Regions from separate parts of the Mus musculus genome. Here region 2 is linked to region 1. A link is a contact called in public HiChIP or PLAC-seq data. All regions are on one chromosome and are shown on one strand. The core of a region is the stretch at or near the end of the contact, and the rest is flanking DNA. Distances in the headings are between cores, read along the strand shown. Region 1 holds the start of A930003O13Rik (RIKEN cDNA A930003O13 gene). Region 2 overlaps Lhfpl3 (lipoma HMGIC fusion partner-like 3).

Region 1 (6,561 bases), core at 2,229-4,728:
CTTACCATGCTTCTATCATATCTTAGTTGATGAAAAAGAAAATATTTCCTTGGCCACATAAGCTTCAATTTAAGATAAGATCCACAGTCAGTTAAACAAGCAAACCAGACATCTCTGTAAGATTCCACTACTACTGGACTTGAAAACATTGAAACACTTTTGCAGATAGAGAAACAAAGAATGGGGTTTCTGAGAAACAAAGTTCCCTTCCGTATTGATTTAAGGAAGAAACAGGACTTCATTTTCTCACATGACAATTACAGATATATTACAGAAATCACAAAAAAAGAAAAAAACATTCTCTTTTCCCTTCACAGTTTGTTGTCTGAAGAGTGGGGAAGGGCTGCATCTCTGGTTACCATTACTTACCTGGTACGTGATGTTATGTCCCCAGTCTCTGTACTAGGAGCAGTCCATACATCTAAGATTGCTCCCAAAGGCAGAGAGCCATTAGTTACTAGTTCTGCATTTCCTGGTCTCTGGCTTCTGCTTGGCAATGATCTAAAGGGATGTGGGACAGCACAAGCTTTTCACCTTGCCGATAGGAGAGTCACACACATAGACAAGTGAAAAATACCATTTTCAGATCTAATAAATTAAGTATATTTCTAGTTCCTTTCCCAGAACCATTATAAAGTTGTTGTTGTTGTTGTTGTTGACGATTGATGATGATGACGGTGGTGGTGGTGATGATGATGACAGTGGTAGTGGTGATGATGATGACGGTGGTGGTGGTGGTGACGATGATCTTTATTATTTTGTTTTGGTTTTATTTGTTTGTTTTTGATGTTTTGTTTTGTTTTGATATATGGTCTCTCTTCATTATCCTAGCTGTCCTGGGACTCACTATGTAGTTCTGGCTGGCTTCAAATTCACAGATATAGCCACCTGCCTCTGTGTCCCTAGTGCTTGGATTAAAGGTGATCATCACTGCACCAGGCTCCTTAAAATGTTCAAGGTTTCATACTACTACAAAATAGTCTACATTCGTCATCTTAATGTATCACTTCGTGTAGAATTTGACACTCTACCTGACTTCTGATGCTATCACATTAAAGTGATTAGATAGCCACACATACAAGCTAGTTAGTTAGCTTCAAATTAAGGTTAAAGAATATCCAATAATCAAATGCTACATTAAGTCTCACCTCTCATATTTAGAAATTTTCCCTAAAGGTTATTCTGGGTAGTTAAACTATAAACATGGAGAGCTTATGCAACATTAAAGAGCGCTACAAAGGAGACACCCAAAGCTCTGCAGCCTCAGAGAGCATTTAGTACATTATGTACCATGCCACATTTCTCACATCCCCAAAAGTAAAACACAAAACAAAACCCTAAAACTAAAACCATGTTGAATGCATCATTCCTCACAAATATCTCCTAGGTCTCATCTCATTCCTTTAAAATTTATAAATACAATTCACATAATTCTTAATTGACAGCTCATCATAATTGATTATTTTATTAAGATAGTTGATTAATAACTGAAACCAGAGGTAAAGTAACAAATTCCAAAGGCTTTTAAAGGCATAATATTTAAGGCTATTCAAATCTCTGGATGAAGAAAATCCCTTCATACGCACTGCAGTACAAAGACTATCAGGGCATTTTAATGGTATGGAAATGTAAATGGAACATTTAATTCGTGTCTGAGTACATGACAGCATGTGTTCCTGCTCCAGAGTTTATCGTGTTCTGTGTTCTCTACTGTAGGAAAAGCAAGAGGCCACACTGTAAGATCTGAAGTTTATGCTACTTCAAAAGTGATCATTTCCCCCAAAGGTAGTTTTCTTTATTTTTATTTAAAAAATACATTTTTAGAATATAAATCTTCATTAAAATAAAAGAATCAACTATGTGCTTTTGGAGAAATATTCACAAACAACTCTCAGACCTTTGAGAAATAATCTAACTCGAATCACCAGTCTAAATAGGTCATTTAACTGAGAAGAATTAAAATTAGCAGTGTAGGGTCAAGTGTTTCCCTGAAACATATGCAGCCTGCCTGTCCTATTCTCTTCAAAGTCAAATCAGAGGAAAGTACCATGAAGAAGCGCAATGAAGAAGTCTACCGAACATCTCAGTTATTCTGCTTCTGAAATGTCAACAAAATTAATGAGAGTAAAAAGGCACAGAGCAGGGGATAAATTCGAGCTGGGGAGGGCAGAGTGACCACAGGAAATAAGCTCTTTCTGTGCAGCAGGATGACAGGATGCTCGTCCCTGCGTCTCACACACAAACTTTCACAGTAAATGCAAATGCAATGCAGCAAGACAAACCTCAAACAAGCACTTCAGTCCATGCTAAGCTTCACTTCTTCGATGAAACTAACAAGAACAAGAACCTTTCCTGATACAGATACAGAGCCTGAGATCCCAGCACTAGAAGGCTGAGGTGAGTGCACCAGGAGTTTGAGGCCAGCCTCTGCTGCACAAAGGGACCCGGCATCCCAGAATAACAGGAACTTTAGCTTGTCCCAACATCTTTCAGCATTTCCTCATCTTACACATTCTGATAAGCTCAGTAATGAAATCTCTCTTCTCCCAGAAGCCTTCAAAACATTATAGAATAAACATTCCCTTAAGTCTAAGATACTTAAATACTGATGATAATAATAAGTCATAAATAAAGATGTTTAACTGCTGGAGACATTCAAGATCCCTCCATTCCAAAGGGCTTCATCAATGTGTCGAAAAACAAGGACCCTTGACTTTAGACTGGAAGGCAGGAGAGGAGACAGAACAGAAGTGCAGTAAGCACGGGTGTTGTTTCCGGACTCTTCAAAGCCACCAGAGAAGGCACTCCACATTCTTTCTTAATTGAAAGTAACTTTGATGCTGGCGGATGTGGGGAAGGGAGTCCTATCATAGCCTCAGCTGGCAACAGTACACTGAACAGAGGGAAGATCACTGGTGCTAGTGAAGCCAGTTTTCTCCTCGCCTGCTTTCCTAACACCCCTTCCCCAAAATGAGGTCTTGAGAAATCCCCATTCTCCCAAGACGTCTCTGCCTGTTTAGAGATGAAATGGAAGGACCTTGGCTGACAAGGAGACGCTGGAGGTGTGGCATCGAGGAACTGCTAAGGAACACTCTACGCTACATTTTTTTTTTTCTTTTTAAGAAAACCGGGGGAGGGAGGGGTGCCTAAACAAAATTAGGATTTACTCATCACCAGATGGATGATAAAATATTTATGGTTGCCAAAGACAAATTTACACGCCCCCCCCCCTTCCTCCCAACACTCACACACCCTGAAGCAAAGGCGGAAATAATCCAGGGAAGGGCAGAACAGGTTGGCTTGCTCTAAATCCTCTTTTCACCCGCTTGTACCAGACTCCCCTAGTCCCCAGCTCACGCACATAAACACACACACACACACACACACACACACACACACACACACACACACGGAGCCCAGCCTCTAAGTGGCCACTTCTCCGCCCCACTACCCCATCATTAGTTCTGAGCGGACTCTGCCCAACAACTGCTCAGCCTCCAAGGCGTCCCTATGGGTGGCGTCCCTAGCATCCAAGAGGTTCGGAAACGCCTGGGGACCTGGCGCCAGTGCCAAGGTTGAGGAACCTGGGGGTTCCTCCTTCCACGCCTTCAACCTGAGAGAGGATTAAGTTGTCCCGGACTGGCAGAGCTCAGGAAGCGGTCCCTCCCACTCCAGCCTCTCTGGAGCTCGGACACCCAGGGGTCCCCTGCCTCCGTGGAGGTGAGCGCGCACTCACCGGAGGTGAGCTGCATCCAAGCACAGATCTTGTACACGGTGGCTGTGTTGCAGAAGAAGAAGAGGGTAAAGCAAACGATGCAGGCGATGATGAGCATCATGGAGAGGCCGATGAAGAAGGAGGCGGCTTTGAAGGCGCCCGAGGGCAGCGTGGAGAAGTCCGTGAAGCTACCCCTGCAGGTCAGCTCCCGGGAGAAGCCGTTGCCGATGCAGTAGTGGAAGAGCCCGAAATAGCCGGCTTGCGGGGTGTCCACGCCGTCGCCGATCCAGTAGGGCTGGATGAAGCACACCACATTGACGATGGCAAAGCAGATGGTGAAGATGGCCCACAGCACGCCGATGGCCCGCGAGTTCCGCACATAGTTGGTGTGGTACAGCTTGGCAGCCTCCTGAGCCGGGAGCATCGCGGCGGCGGCGGCGGCGGCTCCGGGCATTCTCCCCCTCCTCCTCCTCCTCCCGGTCCTCCGCCTCCCCCCGCCTCTCGGCGCGCAGGAGACACACTCGCCGAGCGAGCGGCGTGCGTTGCAATTCCCCTGCCTCCGCCTCAGCCCAGCAGCACCAGTTCTAGAGTCTGCACCCTCGCTCCCGGAAGGAGGGAGGGGGAGCGTGGAGCACCCCTCCGGCTCGCCAGGCACAGCCTCCCGCCCCCCTCTTCCCTCCCTCCTGGACCCGGCTCCAGCCCTGCTTTGCACCCTCCACTCCTCTGCTCGTTGCTGCAGCTGCTGCAGCTGAAGCCTGCGAGCCCTCACGCCCCCTTACTCTTCATCTCGCCTTTGACCCTCTTTCCTGTAGGCTCTGCTGGTGCCCCAGGTCACAGAGGATCGCGGCTACCAGGAGATGCTTCTTAAGTGCCAGGAGCAAGAGAAGCAGACGTGGAGTTATAAGAGCGCGCCCAGAGGAATCCTAGAGGCACTCCCTGGATCCTGGAGGATGTGCTGCTGGCCAAGAGGCTGATCCTGAGCTTTTCATCACCGCACAGGAACGTGCTTTGACCTCTGCATCTCTGCAGGGAAAAAAAGAGGCAGCCTTATGGCAGGTGTAGGTGAGAAAGGAAGAGAGATGTGGTTCCCGGGGAGGTATCCCTGTTAAAACCACAGAATTGCCCCAAGCTAACTCTTAGGTGACCTCAGGTTGGCAGATGGAGACAGGAGAAGTTGGGCAGAAGTCTGTCACACAATAATGTAGAAGTCACGCCTGGAGGGTGATCCTCTATTGTTTCTCGTCCCACTTTTCCACTATGCAACCAAATGAACTATGGCAAATGGAAACCCCAAGCTTCGCTTGAAGTCAAACCTTTTCTCTCCCACGCGGCTTGCAATAGATGGGGCCTGCATGCACAGAAGTAGTTATCACAGAATTTTAGAGTTTGTTTGAAAACATCGGATAATTTGGCAGGTGTTTCATTTATTGCACAAATACTCATTGGCAGCTAGCATGTGCTAAAGATAAAGAGGGATAAAGATAAATGGGATGAGTGCCTTAACAGTGGAAGTATTTCCACCTCTCCCACAACCAAAAGCTCCAGTTAACCCGAGAATTGGTTTTAGTGTAATTTCCCCGGATCGTCTGCAAACAATCTCTTGCACAATTAATGTGTACTTTACACTGTCCCCTTCTCTCATTTACTTTCTCCATTCTTGATACTGCCCTTTTTTACAGCCCTTTCAAAATGAGTTGCTCATTGCTATCTCTATTTTTTTTTTCCTGTGGTCGGTTACTATCTGGTTCCTTCTGAACCGTATAGCAAACCGACAATGCTCAATTGCAGGAATAGATTTTGGTACAAATAATCTTAAACTCCACAATGTAATGCTGCATTCTTTGAGCAGATGAAAGAATGCGCCCATAGACTCATCCAGAAGTCTGTACTATGTAAATTACCCTTCAGTAAAATTGGGCCCAACGTGTAAATGATGGAGATTAATTATGCTCTTGATCTGATACCCTGAGGATTTGCAATTATGGGGGTGGGGGAGTAAAGAGAGGGGGTTTAGGATTAGGGACACAGAGGCAATGAAGGACCTTCTGCTGCAACTATGAACGATTTGAGGTGCAAGTGTTAGAATTACACAGGAGCGTTTCCTCTGCATCCAGCTGCGGAATTACAGTTCAAGATCCGTGAGGCTGAGTTTGGAAAAGAGGACATCGTTAGACAGATCAGGGAATGTGGTTGCTGAGGTAAGCCAGAATTGCTATCAAGTGTAGCTATAACCTTTCAGAAAGCCTTTAAAATATCAAAGCGATTTAGGACAGATGCAGAAGGTGATCTAGATGTGGACACATTATGTCTTTAAAAATATAACTCAAAGAGATCTATCTTCTGTGTGTTTGGTGGTAATGAAGGGTCAGAACTTCTGTTAGGTTTCATTTCAGAACTCCCCTACGGCTGCCGGTAAGTCAGCATTTTAACTTGGGAGGAAGAAGAGAAAAGAAGATGGTAATAAGTTTTGTAGGGTCAGTTGGCAGGCAGTGTGTCCTAAAGCAGAGAGGGCTTCAAGGCAAGAAAGGACAGTGATTTCTAGTGACTCTCCCAAGCCCTCAACTCCCCTAACCCTGCTTATATAAAGTTGTCTTTCTTTGAAATCAATGCCTTAAAAAACAAACAAACAAACAAACAAAAAAAAACCTTTACTGTCCCTGGGGTTGAGTTTAGAGGTTGCTGAGAAGAGAAAGCTGCAAATCAAAAAGCCTGTTTGTGTCTTGATGCTTAAATTGCCTTCCAGGACAAAGAAAAGACTAACGAATGACTCAGACTCAAAGGTTGTGAGTCAAAGAGCTTTTCTATTTGAGGCACGCCAAAGGAAAGCCTTATTCGTATTCCAGGTT
Region 2 (6,561 bases), core at 2,108-4,607, 450 kb before region 1:
GTGTGTGCCACAATGCCTGTGTGGAGGTCAGAAGACAACTTGTGGGGGTCAATTCTCTCCTTCTACCATATAGGTTTCAGGCACCAAACTCAGACTGTTAAGTTCGGTGGCAATCATCTTTGCCCTCTAAGCCATATCTCTGATTTCATCTTTAAAAATGTTACTGAACATATAATTCTGCATTGTTCAAAATGGTAAGTCACTAGTCATTGGTATCTATGGGATACTTAAAATGTAGCCAGCCTGCTTTGGAAAGGAGCCATATTTTGGCTTGTTAAATCTGAATTCAAATTGCCAGTCCCTGGTCTGAGTACTTGGTATTGGAATAGAGTTTTAACTAAATATTGAAGATGAGTCAGCCATAGGAGGATTTCAAAAGACAGTTGACAGTGTGGTGCAAGGAGGGACTGAAGGAAGGAACATTCAATAGAATTAGAATCAGCAAATGGTTCTGAGAGGGGAGGCTTCTGTGATGTTCTCAGTGAATCAAGAAGAAAAAGCCTTGGTGTTCCATGAGGTGTGAGAGTCTCAGGAACACACACACACACACACACACACACACACACACACACACACACACACACACACACACACACACACATTCACGCATGTGCATTCACACACATACACACATGCATACTCACATGTACACATACACACTTGCACACATTTACAGGCACATACATAATGCATGCACACAATGACACACCCAGAGGCACATACACCATTCTTATTTTCCTCAGGGATCTCTAAAAAATGAAAAAGCAGAATAAGAAAGTAAAGAGTATTCTATTCATTTAAACACAGGCACTCAAGTGTTGTTGGAGATTTGGAAAATGATGGGTTACAGAGACTGTATTGACAGTTAAGATCTTAAATCAGAGAGAGAGAGAGAGAGAGAGAGAGAGAGAGAGAGAGAGAGAGAGAGAGAGAGAGAGAGAGAGAGAGAGAGAGAGAGAAGGGGGAATCCTGGTCTTTTCTGATTGGATGGGCAGGATCAAACCAGCAGGCAGATCAGGTCAGTACAGTACAATAAGGAGGAAAAAACCCTTCCTGGGTTGAATGTTGTAAGCTGAGGTTGAAAATAACTAGCACCTGGCACTCACTACAAGGACTGGCAAACTTGTCATCATTGGTGTAAATATCAATACAAAACGATCATCTAATGAACATCTAATGTTGTCCTTAGAGAGACAGAGGGACAGAGACTTGCAGCCTGACAACTGGGAGAGATCCTTGTGGGCTGGGGTGGCCAGGGTATGATGGGCTTGGACTGAGTAGAAAGCATAAGGAGAAACTATATCCCCAAGATGACAGTAGAAGCTGGTCATTTGAAAGTTAGGTCTTGATCAGAAATCATGCTTGACACAGAGGATGATGGGAAGGCAGAAGACACAGGTTAGTGAGACAGGCTTGGAAAGTATATTTTCTAGACAAATACAGTGGTGTTAAAATAGTCAAGAGTGGACTGAGGAGGAGTTGTGGCAAGGTGAGATGCTTGCACACCTGGGAAAAGTCTGCTCAGACCTTATGTCATTGTCACAAGTAGGTCTGACAGCTACCATGTGCTCTGGAGAATGGCTTCTGACTTTCATTTTATATGGAAGTTGCCACCCAGACCAATGTGTCATTTCAAATGGAGCTTAAGAGATTAAGCCAATGTCTCCTTTATGCAACAGCCCAGAGCAATTGAAAGAAGTTACTATGGTTACTGTAGAGGACTAAAATTAAGATCAAAGGTGAAGATTTAAAATCCAAGGAAATAGAATAGGTTTGAACTACAGTTGGCATTTGTGCATTGTATGGGCTATCTGCTTATCTTCAGCAAAGGCATCTCTTTATGGAGCAATATCAGCATACAGCATAGTGGTTCAAGCAGCCCTTAGAGGTAGTACAGAGTCCTGGGCAGCAACATGTAACTCTGCTAGGCTTAGAAATGAAGGTAAAGAAATCAGGTTTAGAATATGTGTGAGTTTTTTATTTTTTCTTTTTTAGGCACACTTATCACCCAACCTGATGATTCTTGTTGCCTTGGTGGGTTGATTTGGGGGAATGTCTTAGACTCTATTGGCTAACATATTTCTCTTAAAAGTACCTGTCAAGAGGTTTAAGAATAAATATTTTCTGTAAGATGCAGTTCTTCAAGCTGTCCTTTTGGACAGAGACTCTGTCTTATACTCCAAATACAAGATGAAGACTTGTACATCTCCTAGAAAAGATAATAGGACAATGTGGGACTAATTCCTGTTGGGCTGTCCTGCATGGAATGTGCTCAGGTATGGGAAGAAGGGGTTTGGCCTCTGCATCCTGAATTATCAAGACAGTTCCAGACATGGATCCCTCATTCTTTGGAGAGTGGGATAGGAGGTACCCTGACAGTTCCAACGATGGACCCACCTACCTGCAGTACTAGCATGAGGTGGTGTCTACATTACCATACTCTCCAACAAGCCAGGCCTGCAATTTGTGAAGAAATGATCTTGCTATGCACCAGAAACCAGTCCCAAGAGAGACCCCAGGGCATGGAACAGGGTAGAAAGGATTATTGGAAAGGAGGAGAAAGGGTCCCAACTGGAGTCTTTGAACAAAGCACTGTAATTAGAACATTAAAATGTATACATTTAGTTATCCCCATCCCTAGTCATGTGGTCTTCTTATCTTTCTGAGAGAGAGAGAGGGAGAGAGAGAGAGAGAGAGAGAGAGAGAGAGAGAGAGAGAGAGAGAGAGAGAGAGAGAGAGAGAGAAAGAAACCCTTCCAGATGTGGAACACAAGTACACAGTCTAACAAGTAGTGATGGAATGAACATATGTCTAGCCCCTGGCCATGTCAAGTGTTAGGACACTCCTAGTCCCATACTAGTCCCAGGTCATCTCTCTCTTCTGGAGTGACCATTATTCTGAGTGACAGTCTCCTACCTGGATTTCTTTGTGGGGTGGCCAGCCACATTCACATCCCCAAACCACACCAAGGCCATTTTCTTCTGTATGTATTCTTTGCATTTTCCTTCTTTCACTAAGCAGTACACCCAAGCTAATGCAGATATCTATGGTTCCTTTATCCCCCCTGCTGTACAGTACTGGGTCATTGTGACTGTTTCTCTCTCCTTTTGAGATAACAACCTTCCCAGCAGCTGCTGACTGACTGTTAGTGATGTTCGTACCAATAAAATGAACTGAAGCTCAGATGTAAGCGTCCTAGATCACACTGAACATCAGCTACTGAGAAGTGTTGTTGATCTCTCTCCAAATAAGACAGCGGCTACAACAGGCAGGAGCATCACGGTGACTCCTGGAGAGAAGCCTCAGGGGATGCAATGGGTGCTCCTGAATGCCCACTTTGTCCTCTTTACAAGCAATTCTTTGTATTATCGAACTCAGGGTAACAAATTCTTATTGGTGGAACATTAACTTGCAGACTCACTGTAAGATCCCTCAGCTGCTGAATGTGTTGCTTTCTCTTACGCTGATATTATCAGCCAGGAGGTGTCAGCATTAAGTTAACCTTCATTTTATTTCAGGTTTAAGCTTCCAAGATGATTGTGAACTAAAAGTGGGAAGAACGTTAATGTATGCACTCATTTATGCTAGTGCTGGCAAAGACGGATGCTTGGCACCAGCGTGGCATCTGTCATAATAGTAATGATAATTGCTAATGACTGTAACAGCCACAGTAAAACATGCTGTCATCTACCCAGCAAATGATGCCACCAATGTAGAGTCAGTATACTGTTGTTTTTTTTTTTTTTTAACTATTTTTCTTTCTTTTAAGGATGGAGAGTGGATGTGTGCGTACCAGCCTTTGCTTTTCTGGCAGGCCTCCATTAGTAGGATGCAGGGTGCCTTCCACCAGATTTTATACAGACTCTAGCTTCAAAATAAAGAAAGTTGCCTTTGGCACACCCAGGGTATTGTTGGACTTCTGAACATAAAATGTGCTATAAGGGAAAGACTGAGCAATGATCTTCAGCTGCCAGTTCTCCTTGGCATCTATATGACAACATTCATAAACACACCTTAATTACACATCACAAAGCAATTGGAAACAATTTCCTTAAATGGTTTCCTGATGAAAAATACTTCAGCGATTTCTCCTTAAGTGGAAAGTCATATATCTACTGTCTGCTTGGCATCTTCATTTGGTTATCCTGACTTTCTGTGGAGGCTGGAATGACCTTTCTTTTTTTTTCTTTTTCTTTTCTTTCTTTCTTTTTTTTTTTTTTTTTGGCTAGGGATGGGTTTAATTTATGTTGTTGCTGCAGCACTAATAGTATATCTTATTTCCAAATGTTTGCCCATTTGGACAAAATGATGGAGTTATCCTACACAAAAGAAACTCATGCCTTTCCCCATGTAGCCTTCTTCTGCTTCACCAAACTCACTGCTCTGTGGATACTATTTTCCCCCAATCACCAGCGAATCATCTTTCCAGTGGCTCAGACTTCAGGAGATGAATTAGCCTCTCCCATCAAGCCTGTAGAGTCTACCTCAGAGCCTTCTCTTAAACCAAGCTCTTCTCTCTGTGTCCTTGCTACCTATTTCTCTATACACCATCTTCTCCTTCCTGTGGTACTCAGTGTGGCCTCCCTTCCAGTGCCTTTACATCTAACCCTGTTCTTTGTAACTTGGTTTCCATTTTTCCAAGCCTCAGTGAGACCCTACCACCTTAATTAAAATCCTTGCAATGACATCTTGTTGACCTTGAATGCAGTCCTGGCCCATAAGGCCTATCATCGATTCTCTCTGTTGATTCTCTTGACACTCCTCATTGTATCCTTATCCTGGGTTCCTCAGGAAACGCTGTGTCCAGGTATGGCCTGCTTCTTTACTAATGGAGCACTATTGCCATTCACTTGAATTGAATTTGTATAGACTGTCTGCTCATTAGTGGAGCTGTGTACACTTGCTCATTATATCCCAGCACCCAACTCTCTGCACAGCACATTCATTGCTATTGTTCAGAAAAGATTTACCAGCCCCACAAATGGCTGACATTCAATATGGGGACCTAACCTCAGACAACAAGATTGTCTATGCTGTTGGGTTAGACTTCTCTTGCCTGTCAGAATAGATCTTTAAGCTACTCATTTGATATATACATTATGACTTTCATTTGATATAGGACAAAAGATTACTTGTAGGAAAAGTAAATATCAATAATTCAAAAATGAAAAGTTTGCTATTCCAAAGATGCTGGCAATGCATCTCAAGAACCAGGATGAATCAGTAAACACAGCAGTCCCTGGTCATGGTCTTGGGACCTGCCTTTGGAAAACTTCTCTGCATCTAGTAGCAGACTCTCAGGGGCAGAATACAGATGGCTGTGCAGTACCTACTGCAACCTTAGCTTATCTGATCCCTTACGTGGAAGGTAGAAAGCACTTTCACACTTTGCTCAGAATTTTACCACATGCTAAGACTTTCAAAGCATGGTGTGTCTTCTACCTGTCTAGGATGTGATGTTTAAGAAAAAGGATATTGTTAAATAAGGAATAAATTATTTAGTTGCCCTAGGTTGAAAGATCCATATTTTATTCTTTCCCAAGTTTTTTTTTAAATTTTAATTAAAATATAATTACATCATTTCCTCATTGCCCTTTCTCCTTTCAACTTCTCTGGTGTTATTTCCTCTAGCTGCTCCCACATTTTCCTCCCTTAACTCCCTCTCAGATCTGTGGTCTCTTTTTTTCGATTACTTACATATATTTGTGTGTTATGTATAAGTATGCATATGTAACCTGTTGAATCTGTTTAGTATTTCTCATATGTATCTGATTTCAGGACTGATCGCTTGGTGTTGGATAACCAATTAGGGGTTCATCTGTGGGGAAGGCTAACCCTCCCTCTCTCAGCAGTCTTTACTCATCTGTAGGTCTTTGTTGAGGGGTGGGGCTTGTGAGAGTCCCATCCTCCATATTATTGTGTCTACTACTTGTCCTTGTCACTGTTAGGGGCTTGTTTAGCTGTCTATCTTGTAGCATCTGTTTGATTTCTAAGAGATATAGTCATGGATCCTGTGCCACAGTGCTTCATACCCAAATACTGCCAGGAGAGACCTGGCCTCCCAGGAGTGTGGACTCACCTGTGAGCATAGGTAAGACTACCACTTCAGCTCAGAGGAATCAGTCCAGAGCCCTCAGAGCACAGGAACCAAGGAGCACCCTGAGACAGGATCCTTCAGGTTTCTATCTGTACTGGGAGCTGATCTGTGCCACAGTGCTCCATATCCAAATACCACTGGGAGAGAGCTGGTTTCCTAGAAGTGCCAACACAAACCTGTGAGCACATATAAGACCACCACTTCTGCTCAAATACCTGGACCAAGACTGACACGCAGAACAATCAAGACAGAGGAACCAAGGAGCAGCTAGGGACAGGATCCTTCTGGTTTCTGCCTGCACCGTGGAGCTGACTCTGTGCCAGAGCTCTGCATACCCAAATTCCTACAGGAGAAAATTGGTTTTCCAGGAGTACTGACACATAGGCTTGCAAGAGGGACAAGCCACAGTCAGAGACAGTAGACCAGATAACGCCGGAGATAACCAGATGGCAAAAGGCAAAGGC

The links. HiChIP or PLAC-seq counts read pairs in DNA pulled down with a chosen protein or histone mark.
Region 2: an H3K27ac HiChIP or PLAC-seq map of oligodendrocyte precursor cells shows a contact between it and region 1, with 10 times the contacts expected there. The contact joins the enhancer-like site here to the promoter of A930003O13Rik in region 1. A contact is called at or near these places in 16 of 39 promoter capture datasets (the 3T3-L1 cell line, 3T3-L1-derived adipocytes, the C10 cell line and 9 more), 1 of 15 datasets of contacts at CTCF or cohesin (the NIH/3T3 cell line), 4 of 484 Hi-C or Micro-C datasets (cerebellar granule neurons, cerebral cortex, cortical neurons and 1 more), 11 of 115 datasets of contacts at active chromatin or transcription factors (a beta-TC-6 cell line, craniofacial prominence, embryonic basal ganglia and 8 more) and 2 of 9 other capture datasets (adipose tissue and embryonic stem cells).

What each region holds. Positions count from the first base shown.
Region 1 is chr5:22,743,801-22,750,361 of GRCm38.p6, reverse strand. It overlaps A930003O13Rik (RIKEN cDNA A930003O13 gene), which reads left to right and starts at 3,478. Exons shown (of 3, transcript NR_027362.1): 1 at 3,478-4,777. Lhfpl3 (lipoma HMGIC fusion partner-like 3) reads right to left here and starts at 4,308. Exons shown (of 3, transcript NM_029990.2): 1 at 3,737-4,308. The coding sequence starts at 4,169.
Region 2 is chr5:23,194,092-23,200,652 of GRCm38.p6, reverse strand. The region is part of intron 2 of Lhfpl3 (lipoma HMGIC fusion partner-like 3); the gene reads right to left. Among named protein-coding and RNA genes, the nearest start is that of Gm17434, 120 kb to the left of the region's middle. Within about 2 kb of position 3,357, at least 14 of the 459 cell types and tissues checked have an H3K27ac peak or open chromatin away from gene starts, as enhancers often do. A contact at or near this core is called in embryonic basal ganglia, neural stem cells and oligodendrocyte precursor cells, where this site is marked.